2 separate regions of the Mus musculus genome follow, and region 1 is linked to region 2. A link is a contact called in public HiChIP or PLAC-seq data. All regions are on one chromosome and are shown on one strand. Each heading gives the region's core, a stretch centred on a gene start, on an enhancer-like site or on the middle of the called end of the contact. The rest is flanking DNA. Distances are from core to core; before and after follow the strand shown. Region 1 overlaps Mical3 (microtubule associated monooxygenase, calponin and LIM domain containing 3). Region 2 holds the start of Bid (BH3 interacting domain death agonist).

Evidence for each region. HiChIP or PLAC-seq counts read pairs in DNA pulled down with a chosen protein or histone mark.
Region 1: an HNF4G HiChIP or PLAC-seq map of pancreatic cancer cells shows a contact between it and region 2. The contact joins the enhancer-like site here to the promoter of Bid in region 2. A contact is called at or near these places in 5 of 39 promoter capture datasets (the 3T3-L1 cell line, hippocampal neurons, liver and 2 more), 2 of 484 Hi-C or Micro-C datasets (the HL-1 cell line and liver), 4 of 115 datasets of contacts at active chromatin or transcription factors (double positive thymocytes, embryonic stem cells, microglia and 1 more) and 3 of 9 other capture datasets (adipose tissue, liver and pancreatic islet).

What each region holds. Positions count from the first base shown.
Region 1 is chr6:121,014,578-121,020,177 of GRCm38.p6, forward strand. The region is part of intron 16 of Mical3 (microtubule associated monooxygenase, calponin and LIM domain containing 3); the gene reads right to left. Among named protein-coding and RNA genes, the nearest start is that of Gm4651, 47 kb to the right of the region's middle. Within about 2 kb of position 3,129, at least 81 of the 459 cell types and tissues checked have an H3K27ac peak or open chromatin away from gene starts, as enhancers often do. A contact at or near this core is called in the HL-1 cell line, adipose tissue, liver and 1 more, where this site is marked.
Region 2 is chr6:120,913,858-120,919,606 of GRCm38.p6, forward strand. It overlaps Bid (BH3 interacting domain death agonist), which reads right to left and starts at 2,967. Exons shown (of 6, transcript NM_007544.4): 1 at 2,877-2,967.

The DNA.
Region 1 (5,600 bases), core at 1,879-4,378, 100 kb after region 2:
GGCCCACTGCAACAATGAAAGCACCAGGGTTAGCATCCAGTCTGAATGCTTTGCAGATGGACACTCTGCCGTGAATGCTACCGTGCGGGACAACGCTGTTAGCAAAGAGTTCTGGCTCTTGGCTGGGTGACAAGTGTGCAGAAAGCTAGGAGAAGGGGCTCTTCTCCACGCTCCCTTCCCTCTGCCCCACCACACAGCGTGCCCCAAAGGTGGGCTCTCAGCACCCCGTGCCACAGGCTCATGCTTTTACCCTCTTGAGGTGGGGATCCTGCTTGCCACGGCTGTCAGCATGAAGAGTCCTGTACATCTGTTGGCAACAAGATAAAAACTTAAGCTCCATCCCGACCAGCTCGGTAACAGTGGGAGATTTAGGCAAGAATTCAGGGTTCACATTTATATATATCCCCCAGCCTGAGACTTCCCTAACCAGCTGTCCACAATCCCACCGGTACCAAATTCCATGATCTGCGACAATTTTCTGCCCACCTGCCTCTAATGAGGCTCCCTACACAGGCCAAGCACTGTGGTTAGTACAAAGGTGGAACGATGTGTGTTTCGCACAGTGGTATAAGATTGGAGGCGTGCAGTGAAAGGCTCAGGGGAGGAGGGTTGGCAGGGAAGCTTTCCACAGCAAGAAAGGTGGGGAGAGGACACCGGATGAGCAAAGGACCTTTACAGAGCGCAGAGGAGACTCTGGAGTGGGGAGCAGGCCTTGAATAGGAACAGGGGAGCGGGGCTCGGGTTACTGAGGGGAGAGGTATGTGGAGCCTGGTGGCACTCTCAGTTAATGCAGAGGATCATGGGAAATCTTAGGACAGGCACAAGGCTGCCTCAGTGAGCTGAGGTGGCAACTGTGGGGACAGGAGGACCACACTGTCCACTCAAGGTAACTTGAGATGTCCATCCTTGGGAAGTGGATGCTAGTGTCTGGGGTCTGACCTCATCCAGTGCCGATGCCACACTGCCACAGGCAGCATGAGCCCAGCACCAGCCTCTGGCTCCCGCTCGGTTCCAGGACATTGCTCACCTGTCCTCTTGCATAACTCCTTGGCCTCTCCACCCTACACCTCAGAGTGCAAATTGGAGATGGTGGTGGGACCTGCCCCACAGTTACTGTGGGGACTGACTGAGTGACTGAGGAGCAGAACAAATGCTCAAACTGTGAGCCCTTTTTGTTTGTTTGTTTGTTTGTTTGTTTGTTTTTGAGACAGGGTTTCTCTGTGTAACCCTGACTGTCCTGGAACTCACTCTGTAGACCAGGCTGGCCTCGAACTCAGAAATCCGCCTGCCTCTGCCTCCCGAGTGCTGGGATTAAAGCTGTGCGCCACGCCCGGCTGTGAGCCCTTATTAAGAGGAGGCACTGGGCAGTCACAGAGGCTAGCACGGCTCAGTTCTTAGGCCCAGGGGCGGGAGGAGGAAGGCCTGGAAAACCAGATGCGTCGTTAGTGGTTACTTTTGAGGTAGGCTACCTTCGTTATGAAAATATCCTGTCACAGATCCTGCCCTCAGAAGTGGCTTTTTAAAATTTATTTTATAGGGTTTCAGCTCAAAGGTCAGCAAGCCATTCTGTGTGCATACGGTATAGGTGTGTCCACCCTGAATGTGAGATTGTGCGGTCAACAGCCACAAGTATCTGGTGGCTTTCAAATGCTTTAACCATCTGCTTGGAGCGTGAATGGGTGGCTGGGTTGGTTAGAAGAAACTGTATAAGCCAGAGAGCAGGCTGTCAGTATCAGGAGGAGCCAACCCCATGCAGGGAGGCCACACGAAGCTCTCTTGTCTCTTGTGCACATCTTAACTATAGTACATCAGGCAGCAAAAGAAACAGGGCTACTCTAAGTGAGGTCCTACAAAAATGTGTGCCTCTTGGACCTTACGGATGTTGGATCTGAGATGAATATAGTTTATGCTTTGGTGTACGGCTGTCCTCCCATGATAGGGGCTAGAACAGAACATGCAGGATTTGAATACACAGGGCTCTCATCTGGGGTCCCGATAGGAACTGTTCGCTTGTAACAACGAAGGTTGTTTTTTTTTTCCTTTTCTTTTTCTTTTTTTTTTTTTTTTTTGCTACAAGTCATCTTTTAAAAACTTATCCCTGAAAAGAGTGGCTACTGAGCTGATCCCTACATTCATAGTGTAGGTGGTAGGACAGACAGGACATAGAACATGCAGAGGGTCACCTGCTGGCCACTGCACGCCCGGCAGGAAGGTGGAGTAGGGGTAGGAGAGAGAGTGATCACTTTTTTGGGGCAGGTCCGAGAGCGCTCCTTTTCCCGTCGCTTTTACACCAACAGACACAAACAGAAAGAACATGATTGAAACAGGGCCTGGGTGGAGACTGTTCCTGGCAGAGATGAGGAACATTTACATATGTGCAAAGCATCCCAAGAGGCCCCTTCCTTGACCACCCTCCATAGCACCTAACTCTGTGTTCAGGGTGATTTATCAAGTCTCTTGTTTTTCATCTTGGACCAGAGCCTCAAACAAAGGTGGCCTAGGTAACCGAAGAACTGGGGAAACCTTGGTGTAATGCTCTGTAATGTCAAGGGTCAAGGGTTTTATCAGGAAAGAGGGGCACCCCAAAATGGGCCTGATCGTAAGCAGATGGAAAAGGTAGATGACCCCTATGGGATCTCATATGACATATGCACACCAGGTCACACTGCAGCAAAGCACATTCCCACTAAAGCCTCCTGTGGCCACGCTCCATCAATGCCTTAAGCCCTTCACTCACATCTAACAGTTCCAAAAACTACAAAGAAATGCCAGCCAAGAGGCTCTACAGATTAATTGCCAGCTCATCCTCATCCTGCCTGTACCACATACGCCCTTCTTCGTGGGTCGGTCCACGGTTCTCAGAGAGGCTTCTCAGCCATTTGAGAAACAAGCACACACTACCCCGGGCCTCTCTGGTACTTTCCAGGAGATTCTCAGCTTCCTGTACAGACTGCTGTACTGGGAGGAGGGCGGGGTGGGGAGGTGTGGCAGCTGTAAGATCAGAAAAACATCTCCACTCTGTGTTCCCACCTCACACGACAATCTGCTCCCAAAGCTAGGCTGGCCCATGGGCCGTCTGTCTGCAGGATGTACTCCTGAGATCAAAAGGAAAGGGAGGGCAAAGGACGAGCTGCAGTGTTTATGCTGGAAAGCGCGGCACGCAGCCACTGGCAAGCAGAGCTGTTGCCCATTTTCTCCCTTCCACACGATGACCTAAGTTGGAACAGGTTCTCGGGCCAACTCTGCCAAGGAATGCCACGCCTGCCACACCTCCTGCCTTAGAGGAGAACCACTTCAAGAGACACACAGTGAGTCACAGTGCTGTCCAGCCTGTTGGAGATGAGTGGCCAGCCAGCAGTGGCCCAGGCACCCCTTGCTCGGAGTCCCCAATTCTCTGGACACATCTCTAGCTTTCAGGAGATAGCCACAATTAGAGGGCCAAGCCCATTTGTCAGAGTTGCAAATGATGAATGTGTGTATTCGAAGGGACAGAGTGTGAGGTACAGTGTGTCACCGTCACTACTGTGGGCACTGTGTAATTCATGATTCAGTGTAGCCTAAAGGCCTGATGATCTAAAGTGGTTTCACTGTTCATGGTCACCAAGGCTCTTCTCATCTGCCCAAGGCTTTCTTCTAACTAACCTGATGGTGACAGTAAGGGGCCGGATGACAAGTCCAAGAGACAGCAACAACAACCAAAAGCAGTCCCTACATGGGACCTGTCACAATGCTGCTGGCTACTGGGCTCCATGAGAAGCCGGCATAGAACCAGGTGCCTGGTGACCTTCCAAGCTGCCAGGTCTGTCCTCACCAGGACAGAGGCCAAGACCCAGCCAGCAGACTCTGAGCCACATACGCTGTCCCCTCCTTCCCGGCACAACCAACATAGCTGCACCAGCCCAGACTGCACACAGAGCCACCCATGTCCCAGGTGACACCAGACCTTCCTCTTCTGTTCTTTTGTTCTAAAACCTCAGCCTTTTCCAGGAAGGGTAAGACTTTACAATTCCAAACTCTGGGTTAGGATTCACCTATTCCCTTCCATCACGGCTTCAAGCAAAGGACAAAAGAATTTAAAACACGAACTCTTGATGACATCCTTCAGAAGGCCTCCCTCTATGAAGCGGTTCCTACTGAGGCAGGAAGATTACCTTCTGTTGTGAGTGTGCGCACCGCTCCGGCATTTTCCTTCTCCCTCCCTGGGCCCTGTCTTCCACGTGGAGGATTATGAAGTTAGAAAGAAGCATTTTCTTCCAAATGCAATTTCAGTAACACCCCACTCAGCGCTTCCTAGCAGTAGAGCTGGTGAGGCTGGCCCAGGGAGAGGCTAACAGAACCCAGCTCACATCACCTCAGCGCCCACGTGAGTGATGTGACACCTGTTACTTGAAAACTCATCCAGCATGGCTCCCAACCCCAGCGACAAACTGTTCAACTGTGACGCTGGGGAACAAACGGCCGACACTTCCCTCAGACCGACTAGTCTTCCCTTCTGCCCATGAGTGGGCTCCAGGAGTTCCTGAGAAGGGGTGTTTTATTTGTTTTGGGGTGGTACAAAGGATGGAACCCAGGGTCTCATTAATGCTCTGCCACTGAGCCACCGTCACAGCTCCCAAGTACCTCACCAAAACATGAGGACAGAATCCTAAGGTGGGTGGGGAACCACCCTTGAACATTTTGTATAGGTCTGAAAAAAACAAACGCCTAACTCAAGGCTAGTTCCATATTTCCTGCCTCAAACCAAACACCTTGCTTCTCCAGTTCTCACAAAGGACAAAGGTCACCCGGAGATGGGCTACTAAAAAGCCAATTTGGGAGCAATGCTACAGCAGCAAAGACCTTGACCCAAGGGCTCAAGGCCATACCCTGACAAGTCCCCACATCATTCCAGCTGCCTTCAATACCAAGTCAACAGCCTTCCTGGACGCTCCTCAAATCCCAGGGAGTTAATACAGCCACAGAATCAGACCAACACCGTCTGCCAAATGTTTCCCAAAGTCACCACTCACAGTCCAGTGTCTTCCTGCCCTGGTGAGCTAGGCTTTCAAGGTGGGCCAGGAGCAGGGATGAGGTGAAAGGCCAGTGGCAGCCCGTTCTAGACCCCAGCAATTCCTTTACCTGTTTCCACTGGGGGATGGGAGCAGGGCGACCCTGCTTTGGCAGGTAGCAGGACGGCTGGCTGACCCCACGCTCTTGTGTTGGCTATGACACACACAGGCCACGTGGGAGTGGGGGCAGGACATGGAGACAAAGCAAAATAAAATACATTAAGATAGAAGACACGGAAAAGTACCTGTGGAGGACAGACACACATCTATAAACCGTGACGAGGTGGGCAGGCTAAGTTATCTCTTAGGAAGTTACATTAATAAAGAAAAGACATGGCCTTTGTCCCCAGACCAAATGCAAGTGCAGCAACGGGGAGAGGGGAAAGGGGGAGTTGACAGGCTGTGGTTTTTGTTACACCTTTCTCAGCCTGAGTTCTCTGGGGTCTAGACTACTATCTGATTTGGAAAACTAACTCCCCCATGAAGAAGAAAGCAGCCTCGCACTGGAGGGCACTCTGGCCTCCTGAGGTGGGGCCGGCCAAGTTTGCAGCA
Region 2 (5,749 bases), core at 1,717-4,216:
TCTGCTGTGGACATCTGCCAGGATGGTTCGTGGGGGAAACCCCACCATAAAGGTCCCTGGCACTAAAGTTCCAGCTTCCCCATTCATACACCTAGCTGCCCTGTCTCCCTCTACCTGCTAGGGGGAAGAGTCCACAGGAAGGGGCTGTGCATGTCTGACTCAGTGGCAGAATGCACATGGAACAAACACTAGGCCGGGGTTTTCCCTAGTGTTAAAAAAGCAAACAACACCGTGGGCATCCTCTCTGTTCCTTACCCCCGAGGACTATTGGGCTCCACAGATGGACCTCCCTTGGGAAGCAGGGCGCAGCCTGAGAATCAGGTGGTACAGTTAAACTGGGAGTTTTCCACCTGATTTTGAGACCCTGGGTAAGTAAATTAGCCCCTCTCTGCCCAATGTACCTTTCTGAAGAAGGAAGTAATAATCTAGTCTCTAATTATTGTAATACGACATGAGTTAATTAAAATAAACGATACACTCTGTAGTCCCAGTACTTAGGAGGACGAGGCAGGAAGTACTCTTTTGTTTTGTTTTGTTTGTTTGTTTGTTGGAGGGTTTCTCTGTACAGCCCTGGCTGGAACTCAGAGATCCACTGGCCTCTGTCTCCTGAGTTCTTGGATTAAAGGTGTCCCACCACGGCCCAGCAAGGAGGTATTGTTGAGCAGGAGTTGGAGACAAGTCTGGGCGACATTCTGCCTTTTAAAAAAAGAAATTTGAGAAGGAAAACAAAGCTCTCTGTGGGCTTATCAGACCCAGAAGGCTCTGTATAGCACTTGCCCATCACTGCCCTCCAACCTGAAGCTTCAGTTTATCTGTCTCCTTCAGACTATGAGGAAAAATACATGTGGCCTCTGAGACTGGCCAGCCAGGCAGCGTGCCCAGAAAGAAACAGAAACACCAGCTGCCCTCCACAGCCACGGCCCAGCAAATGGTGGCCAGAGATACAACCACAGACAAAATGTCCAGTGACCACAGACCCACAGTGGGGGCTTCTTATGGACGGGCAGTTTCCAACTCTCATCCTTGGAACCATCAGATTCACTGTCTCCCTGATGAGGAATGGCTCTTTGGTCTTGAACACAGCCTAGATGTGGGTCCCCAACCCTCAGCTTCCCACTAGAGAGCAAAAGGGCAGCTGGAAAAGCATGCAGTGCCCTTCGGAAGGTCTAAAAGGCTGTGTCATCAGGCCTTCCTTCCGGAGGCCAGGCACCCAGCACTGTGCCCCCCCCCCCCGTAGGCTATTCTTTCTTGCAAATAAGAGGAACCAGGTAACCTCAAGCTGTGAGCATCACTTCCCCTCCCCCAGCCTCGCCAGTAACTGCCCTAACAGCCCACTTTTCAGGTACACCCTCAACTCATCCTTCAGAGCTCCAGTAACCTGGCCACCTTGGGGCTACTTAAATCTCTTTATAGAGCATGCCACATCCAGCCGGCTTCTCTTCACTTGCCATCACCAAAGCCTGTACCCAACTCCACCCCGCAGTAGCCAGGAGATAGCACCTTGCGTCAGTGGGTGAAATGCCTGCTAACCCAGCTGTAATAAGCCAACCTCCCTGCCATTCCCTCTCTGGGCAAGAGAGGCAGTAGAGGCCAGGACACACACAATCGCCACCCTGCTTCCCCACCACCACCCAGCCGAGTCCTTCTTAGAGCTCAGCCCACTCAAGTATTAAAGCCTCTGAACTCAGCCCCAGCACTGGATCAGGCTCCCCCCCCCCCCATGGAAACACTCAGAGCTGACTGCCAGGGTAGTGCCTGGGACCAAGTCCCAGGGGATGGGGCAGGGCTGCAAAGTCTCCTGGTTGGGTAGAGCTGGAATGTGGAAAGTCCACATCCTTCTTGTGGTTTCTCCCAGCTCCATTCCACAGCTAGCTTATCCTAGACCCGGCTTCAAGGTAGTCTTCCAGTAAGGGCAATCCTGGCCATGGCACCAGGCAGTAGCCTGGGAAAGTAGGGGAGCCCTGCCTGGGTCCTCAGGATGCTCTTGACTCAGAACTATGTGGCTTATCAGATGAAGGTCAAGCCCAGCCTAGAAGTCCCATACTCAACACCACCTGGTCCTTTACAGAGCTCTTCATTCCAGCCTCTCACCACCCACAAAGTTCTACCCTGATCCGTCCCTGGTCCACACTTATTTGTTGAGTATGTAAATGAATGTACGAAAGAATGAATGAACGAATGTGTGAATCCTTGTGGGCCCAGGCCACTTGGTGGCTGAAGACTGTGGGTTTCTTCTAGAATCCTATAGGGTTATTCAGCCAACCATTCAACAAACTTTTTAAAAACATCAGCAACCAGTCTGTGCACATTTTCAAACCATTTTGGGTACTGGAGATGCGGAGGGGTCAGCCACTTCCTCACAGTTCAGGCGTGAGTGTGAGCTGTGCACACAGTAGTGCCCACGGGTGTAGGAAAGGTGCCCCTCGCTGCAGTCTTCCAAGGTCTGTGTTCCCTGGGTTGGGGTTCCAGGGCTTTTGCAGGGCCCATTTGTGGGCTGTAGCCGTTCCTTGTTGATTTTTGTGGGTGGCCATAGCGGAGCGCAGCGAGACCTCAGGCCCGCCTTTCCAGCTCTGCGCGCACCTGCCGAGTGGCGCGCGACCGCGGGGACCCCGGGTCCACCAGGAGGCCTGCCCGAAGCGGACCAGGACCGAGCGCTGAGGGGGACCGCGAGTGGCGCACGCCCCAGGCCTTCGAGTGAGTGCCTTCCCCTCAGCTCCGCGGTGGCACCCTGTGGCCGGCGCCCTCACCCCGCCTCCATCAAGGCGCAAGAGCCCCGCCATCACGAAGGATCGATAGCATACGAAACTGAGCTCCGTGCCGACCCCGTCCTCCCAGAGGGGAACTGTGGGGGCGCCCAGTAGGGTGGGCATACTCACCACGCAGACGCCGCTGCGCCGGTACCGGGCGGCGAACGGGCTAAGGCAAAGGTTTGCGGAGCCACACTCGGCCCGGCGCTCTACTCCACCTACCTTTCCTCGTGCTCGCCCGGGAGCCCCGCCCCTGTGATAGCCCCGCCCTCCGGATGCTCCGCCCTCCGACTGGCCACACTTTGCGGAAACCCAAGGGTCCTACCGGCTCGCTACGGGGGACAGGAAGGAAGGTACACCCGGAACCTGCGCTCCCCAGAGTCCCCAAAGCCTGGGCGACCTGCCCTCGTGAGGATGGGGTGTCATACTTGATCCCGACCTCTCCGCATTGTCTTGATGTATTACATAGCAGGGTTGGCACACTCAAGACTAGTGACCCTGTCAGAATCGGCCCTATCAGAGATGCTGGGAGGTCCCTATTGTTTCTCCTGCGCAGCTGCTTGCAGAATTTTTAAACTCTTGTGGGGAAGGCAGGGATGGGGGTTGCGGGGTTCTCGGTCATGGAATGAATCAGCAAGGATGAATGTGGAAAGAACCAGGAGGCTAGCAGATAATCTCAAACTGCTAGCTAGTTCCCCTGTCCAGAGAAGTCCCAATGCTATATACTTAAGTGCCAGCCAGTACCCCCAAAGGACACGTGACAGTGACAAAAGTGAAAGAGAAACAAGAAAGTGAATTCTGGAAGTATGAGGAAGTAAATAGAACCATGGAAATTGCTGTTCCTGAGCAGAGAAACTGGATCTGAGAAGACAAAAAAAAAAAAAAAAAAAAAAAAAAATCACATGGTTGGTGTGTGTTTGTGTGTGTATGTGTGTATTTAAGCCAGAGGTCAGTGTTTTCCTTCATCACTCTCCACCTTTCCACCTTTTTTTTTTTTCTTTTGAGATGGTGTGGGGTGAGGGGAGTGGACCAGCTTCCCAGCTCCACGCGTGATTTCCCTAGGCTGACTGCCAGGTGAGCTCCAGGAAGCTTCCACTGTGCACCAATAACAATGGAATTGTAGATACACACAGCACTCTATTTTTTACATGGGTGCTAGGGATCCAAAGTCCAGTTCTTACGCATATGAAGTACTTTACAAACCGAGCCATCTCCAGGGTTTCTTTTTCCTCTTTATATTTTCCAATTCTTCTTAAAGGAAGATGGCTCTAATTTTACGATCAATAAAAGTTACACTTGAAGCCGGGCGTGGTGTCGCACGCCTTTAATCCCGGCACTTGGGAGGCCTCTGTTCGAGGCCAGCCTGGTCTACAAAGTGAGTTCCAGGACAGCCAGGGCTATACAGAGAAACCCTGTCTGTCGAAAAACCAACCCCACCCCACCCCCCACTCCCCCACCCCCCCACCCCCCGCCAAAAAAAAAGTTACACTTGAAATCACATAGTGGAAGAGCTTGGTGATGAACAGCGGGGGCAGGGTTGGAGAGATGGCTCACTGGTTAAAAGCACTTCTCACTCTTACAGAGCATCCATCTGGGTTCAGTACTTAGCACCCATATGGTGGCTGACAATCATCTGTTATTCTAATTCCAAGGGACTGACCCCCCTTCTGGCCTCTATGAGGACCAGGCACACATGTGGTGCACATATATGCAGGCAACACACACACACACACACACACACACACACAGAGTTTTTAAATTTAAAACATGCAAGCTGAATTATCTAGATTTCAAAGTGGAAAATAATGAGAAAAAAGTTTTGTTTTTGTCTTGTTTTTTTTTTTTTAGACAGGCTCTCACTATGTAGCCCTGACTGGCCTGGAACTAGCTATGCAAACCAGGCTGGCCTAGAACTCACAGAGCTCCTCCTGCTTTTGCCTCTGGGATTAAAGGCGTGCATGATCATGACCTGAACACGTAATATTTTTAACTGGGATTCTCTCCGAGGTGCTTGGCAATCAATGCAAATGAAAAAGGGAAACTGATTTCACAACTTCATAAAGATGGAACATACCAATTTTCACTTTAATTATTCATTTATGTATATGAGTACATTGTAGCTGTCTTCAGCCACACCAGAAGAGGGCATCGGATCCCATTACAGATGGCTGTGGGCCACCGTGTGGTTGCTGGGAATCCAATTTTCACTTTAAATGAGTCCAACCTTACCACTGAACTATCAGTGAAACTTCCAGTTTTAATGTGCAGCCTAAATAATCTCTAAATTAGGAAGTGTTAAAGGGAGGAGCTAGAAATTTTAGACAGAAAGAGCTTCATTAAAATAAGTGTAACTGGTGTGAACCCAGGGGCCTGGTGTGAACACAAAGGTCTGGTGTGAAGGGGCATTTCTCACCTAAACATTAGAGATCACAGAACAATCACCTCCCTGGTCCTAGCTCCATACTTCCTGTGACACAAGGAATAGGGATGGGCTAGGGTGGGAGAGGGCAAAGGCTCTGTGCTGCCTGGCACACTGTGCTACCTGGCACGCTCTCTCCACCCAGCCAGCAGAACCTGGCGCACACAAGCTGCGTGTTCTTTGCCCCTGAATATTTCTAGGACCACGTAGACCCAATCGTATTCCAGAAATTGTTCTGAATATATAACCTTGTAGGCTCAACTTTTTTGCAACCTACTTTTAATAAAGGTTCAACGTCTCCTCTAGCCCACCACCCAGCAGAGGTGGGAGAAGAGAAAATTAGGCTATGGGGGAAGTGGACGGTGCCATAGTTCTTTGGGGGCAGTTCAGTCTCGTAGCAAACGCCAAATAGAACTCAGCAGCTGCAGATCAGACTTCTAAGCAGACAGACACCACACACAAACTGGCAAGGACAGTCCAGTCGAAGAAACTGCTAGGCTCACCAAGCAGCCTGAGGCGAGGCCGCAGAAGCAGCAAGCTGCTGTAGGAACCTCACAAGCAGTTCTTTGGTGGACTGCTCTTT